Linked DNA regions of Mus musculus: region 1 is linked to region 2. Evidence: chromatin contacts called from public promoter capture Hi-C data. All regions are on one chromosome and are shown on one strand. Each heading gives the region's core, a stretch centred on a gene start, on an enhancer-like site or on the middle of the called end of the contact. The rest is flanking DNA. Distances are from core to core; before and after follow the strand shown.

The links. Promoter capture Hi-C pulls out the DNA fragments that hold promoters and counts their contacts.
Region 1: a promoter capture Hi-C map of pre-B cells shows a contact between it and region 2. The contact joins the promoter of Spata6 here to the promoter of Alg6 in region 2. A contact is called at or near these places in 1 of 39 promoter capture datasets (pre-B cells) and 1 of 484 Hi-C or Micro-C datasets (pre-B cells).

What each region holds. Positions count from the first base shown.
Region 1 is chr4:111,718,688-111,721,387 of GRCm38.p6, reverse strand. It overlaps Spata6 (spermatogenesis associated 6), which reads right to left and starts at 1,378. Exons shown (of 13, transcript NM_026470.3): 1 at 1,131-1,378. The coding sequence starts at 1,181. It overlaps Gm33192 (a long non-coding RNA gene), which reads left to right and starts at 39. Exons shown (of 2, transcript XR_376552.3): 1 at 39-171.
Region 2 is chr4:99,714,345-99,717,044 of GRCm38.p6, reverse strand. Alg6 (asparagine-linked glycosylation 6 (alpha-1,3,-glucosyltransferase)) reads right to left here and starts at 1,415. Exons shown (of 15, transcript NM_001081264.1): 1 at 1,339-1,415.

The DNA of each region.
Region 1 (2,700 bases), core at 129-2,628, about 12 Mb before region 2:
TTGCTAGCTCTCCGCCCCTGCAGCTCCCTGCCCCCACCCAAGCTTCTCCTTAAGACTGAACAAAAGACTTGAAAGAATTTTGTGACTTCTATGCTGGTTTAAGTTCAGGGCTGCTGCAGCCACAAGGAGAGGAAATGAAGGCCAGAAAGAAGTGAGTGCAGCAAGCGTGGGGTAAGTGCAGAGAAAAGCTTAGTTTGGAGGCCAACAGGGGTGGGGGTGGTAATGCCAGAGAGCCCCTTGGGGCAGGCCCAGAAAATGACAGGGAATATGTACTGTTATCCCTACTTATGCAGTGATACCAACAAGTAGGCTGAGTCTTAATGAGGGCATTTCAAGGATAAAGGCGTGAAAAGCAGCAGAATAAGAAATTGAAGAGGTTCTCCTAGAATGCCTCTCCTCTAAGGGGAGAAAGGGGGTCTCTTGGGAATGACACTGAAGGACTTCAAAAATCTCTGAAGGAGACTGCAGTTATCAAAGGGAGTTGGGGCTTCTCAACACCCGGAAAGACCTCAGCCCCTCACTGGATGGCAGGAGGGGCTCCCCACCTCAACTAGATTTACTGAAGGAGGCTGGACAGAGTCCCCTGAATTGAGAGTAGATGAGTGGAGTTACAAGCTCCAAGCAGTAGTTGTCCGAAAAGCTGACCAGGTCTTTCTTGGGAGGATTGGAAGGATGCAAAGTCTGGAGTGTTTGGGTACTGGAGGGAAGAGCTGAAGTGGCTTCTGAGGAGTTGGGTTTATTCTGAGAGGAGAAACTAAGAAAACTTGGTGCAATGACGTCACAAGTAAGTTGTTTTTGGAGTTAGGGACTCCACCATGACTGAAAAGGCGTTCCTACTTTAACTGGAAGCTAGGGGAAGGATCTGAAAGCGGAAATGCTACACACCCCAGACTGGAGCAAGGGTTCAGGAGTTCCTCACCAAAAGAGTAAAGCAGAATTCAAAGGAACTACTGCCCCAGGAGCGGAACTCCGAAGTGGTGAGGAAGAGATCCAAAAGCACTCCAACTGGAAGTTGGGGTGAGGCCCCCGAGAGGCTGGAGTGGGAAAGCACTGGAGATTTCCAGGAGTCCCCCAGGGCCGGGGGCGGGCAGCGGACTTGGAGGCTGAGGCGGGACAGGGCCGGTACTCACAGAGCGGATCTCCAGCGCCAGGGCGCATTGCAGCGCCTTCACCTTCGGCATCCGCGCAGGGTAGGGCGGCGGGGAGGGACCCCGGCCTCCGGCCCGACTACGGCGGGAAGACGCGGGGCGGGACGAGGGACAGGGAGGAGATGAGGTGGCGGCGGAGGTGGCAGCTGTGGCCCCCAGGCCGGGGCCCGCGGTCCAGCCTGGGTCCCGCCCGAACAGCAGCTGAGCGCGGGGCGCGGACTCGTTGTCATGGCAGCCTGGAGGGGCGGGGCCGGAAGAGCCACGCCAAGGCCGGACACTACGGAGCAAGAGGCAGTGGGCGGGGCCCGGATTGTGGTGGGAGGGGCTTCAGTGGGTGGGGCTGAGCGGCTCTTCTGTGACGTAAAGTTATGAGTGCAAATCATAGGAAAGGGAACAGCTAGCTGTGCTGTGGGCCTCAACCCAGAACTGAGAACCCTGGGTTTCATGAGCAAATTCAGTTAGGAAAACTGAAACTACAGGCTGACACCTGTAGTTTCAGTTTTCCTAACTATCCTATAATTAGTAATCTTCCTTGAGTTTGTATTTTATGATACAATTTACAAAACCAATATAAGAAATAGGAAAATATCGCCCAAGACAAAGGCAAAACAGGGCTGGAACCCAGGATCTCTCAAGTAAAATCCCAGACGCCTTCTGGAATCACTATTATGGTCCTCTTATTAGTCACTTGTTTTGTGATTCTCTGTCAGTGTGCCCCTATTTCCTTTCAGGATTTCCTGTCTAGTTCACCACTACGCAAATCTCAATGCCTGTTGCCCAGGCTGAACTCTCAATAACAGACTCACAGAATAGAGGAGCCTAGCCATAGACCTTCAAAGATAAAAAGAACCTAACAAACTGTCGAGTTAAAGTCCATGTTAAAGTTAATTTTAATACATTAACTTTAGAGCACATTCTAACAATGGAGAGGAAAGTACCTGTGATTTTATCACCCAGTTGAGAAACAGGATGTTACTGAGCCAAAAAAAAAAAAAAAAAAAAAAAAAAGAAAAGAAAAGAAAAAGAAAAAGAAAATGCCTTGAGCATTGCCTTACCAACTTTTCCCTGATAGTAAACCCTGCAATGACCTCCATTACTGTAAGTCTTCTATGCATTTCCAAACTACATTCTGCTCAATTTGTCTTTTTTATGTTAAATAGATTTAATACTTATATATTCTGTGATTTGTTTATCTCCTTATGATACAGAAATATACAACGACTTATGTGTACATTCTTTATCCTATGTACTTTTGATGAGCACTTGTATCGTTCATATTTTAGCTTTCATTAACAATACTGTTATGAAGGTTCTGAAATATGTTAGCAACTGAGAGGTAGTTCAGCAATTGAAAGCACGCTGTTCCAGAGGACTAGAGTTCAATTTCCAGTACCCACGTTGGGCAGCTTACAGCTACCTGTAACTCCAGCTACAGGGGATTTGGTGTGACTTCTGGTATCCTGATAGACTTATGTGTATGTATACATGGAAACACAGAGATAAATAATTTTTAAACCTTTAGAATATGTCTGTTAATATATGTGTATGTATT
Region 2 (2,700 bases), core at 166-2,665:
CCAGCACACATGTATGGTACTACAAATTAATAAAAAAAATAAATAAATTGAGCTAGAGAAAGTAGCCAAGGAACTAAAGGGATCTGCAACCCTATAGGTGGAACAACATTATGAACTAACCAGTACCCCGGAGCTCTTGACTCTAGCTGCATATGTATCAAAAGATGGCCTAGTCGGCCATCACTGGAAAGAGAGGCCCATTGGACTTGCAAACTTTATATGCCCCAGTACAGGGGAACGCCAGGGCCAAAAAGGGGGAGTGGGTGGGGAGGGGAGTGGGGGTGAGTGTATGGGGGACTTTTGGGATAGCATTGGAAATGTAAATGAGGACGATACCTAATAAAAAATTAAAAAAAAAAAAAGAATTGAAAGAACACCCTGCATTGTATTTAACCATACATTTTTAAAGCCACAGATCAACAACAGAAACAACAACAACAAAAATTACCTAAGGGGGTAGGGTTAATGAGGAGGGGGGTTCTCTGGAGAGGTCTTGTGAGATGAAATGAATATTGTTATTTGAACTGAGAAACAGAAAAAGATACGTTCCCTGGGTGAGTGATGAGCAACAAGTTCCAGTAGAATTATGTACAGTATGGTTCTGCAAGCATGTTATTCCAACAAACGAGCTTATGAGGAAATGCCATTCACTTGTTATTCAGAACAAAATTGCTATGCGAGCAAAGATCATTTCTAGTCCTTTCAATGTCCTTCCATCCTTAGAGTTCGGTTGGCAGAAAGCAGGAACCCACTTGACTAGAGAAGGTAGTCGGGGTGGACAAATGTGGGCAGGAGAAGGGAGGAGAGAGTGAGGGATACTACATTTTCGGAAGTCCTGTGTGAAACACAGTGAAACACGAGGTCTCACCGTGTTGCTCTGGCTAGCCTAAAACTCTCCAATGTAGAACAGGCTGGCCTGGAAACCTGAGATCCTCCTGCCTCTGCCTCCCAGTGCCACCATTCGGGCTATCTCCCCCTTAAACAGCAGGCGACTGCTGTGCCACCTGCAAGAGCAGCTCAGCAACTTTCTCAGGAGGCCACGCACAGATAGCAGGCACATCCCGACAAGGGGCCAGACCGTCAAGTCCCAGACTTCTTTTTCCTGCTAAGGTACCCTCGGGACATCAGCCTCGGGAGGGACAGACCCACAGGACGGCGGGGACAGGGTCGCCGAGGCCAATCCGGCCAGGCCGCGTCACTTCTGCAGGACAGCCACACGCCGGGGATCTCGGGGATGGGCGAGACCTCCCAACAAGCCCCCGAGAAGCCCGCTCGAGCCGGCTGCCGGGACCTCCCGACGCCTGCCGCCTCCAGACCTCGGCAACCCCAGGCTCTTACCAGCCTCTGCTCTCCAGAATTGGCGCCCGCAGAGAACCAGCGAATGCGCCTGCGCACTCACAGCCCGAGGAGCACGCGCGCTCCCAGCGGCGCTCACGGGAGCGAGCCCGTAAGGCGAGGGGGCGGAGTGGTGGGCGGAGTCATCGTGGAGGGGCGGGACTGGGAGAGCTAGACTGCCACGTTGCGGGAGGCGGGGTGCAAGCCCTGGAATTCGAGAAGCCTGGCGGCTGGGGTTAGGTCAGGGGCAGGTGGAAAGCCCCTTGCTCCTCTTTCCCGGGACCACGGCCAAAGCTTGAGCGGCTGCTTAGCCCACGGATTCCTGTGAGGGGCGGCTCCTGCGCTCTTCGCACTGGCGAGCCCTTGGCCAGTCCTCATCCCGAGTGGCAGGTCTTCCTCCTGGGTCAGTGCCCTACAGCAGCCAGCCTACTTTCTTAGAGCTAAGCAAAGACTACTTGCCCCAGTAAAGTTGAGAAGTTACTTCTAGTGAGAAACCGTTTCTAGAGCCTCTGGGTTGAGCCTATGAGCAGCAATAGCTACACACGGTGACATTCTCACCTCTAGGGAGGCTGAGGCAAGAGGATGGAGAGTAAGAGGGTCAGCCTGAGATACACAGCAAGACCCTGTCCCTGACCCGCCAAAAAAAAAAAAAAAAAAAAAAAACTCCGTCCCAGAATAGACACTACATGCCCCATCAGGCAACTTGAACCATCCGTTCCCACATTTGCCAAAAATAATATCCCCCTCCTTCCCTCACACCCTGCTTTTGATTTGTGCCATTTTGTAGACACCAACTCTGACATAAGTGAAAACAAATATTGAGTATTGCTGGGGGAGGTGAATTGGGGGTGGGGGAAGAAGTATGTGTTACCTGTGTGTACTTGAAGAGATCAAAGGTCGATGCTGGTGTCTTTCTCTATCCATCCCCACCTTACATTTTGAGACAGTCTTTCACTCAACCTAGAGCTCACCTGTTTGACTACACTGGAGTCTCTGCTCTCACAAAATTCTCTTCAAAAAGCATTTCCCATGCAAAAAAAGAATAGAAAGCAGCACAATGAAGTGCACACTGTCACATTAGTAGTATACACACCACAGTCCATGGGAGTTAAGACAAGACTTGGACTCGGTGTAAACTATTAACTGTCAGGAAAGGCTTCTTCCTGAATGAGCCACCTTAGCTTTGAAAGAAAAATCAGACACAGGTGATAATGGATGTGTCAGAGGGAAAAGTTATGGTTAGACCAGGGTGAGAACTAGGAAGGGTCAATGGGACAGGGGATGTGTAAAGGTCTTTGTAATGTAGGAAGTGTGCAGGACAGCAAGGTTAAAGGAAAGAATATTATGGGATGGTCCCCAAGGTAG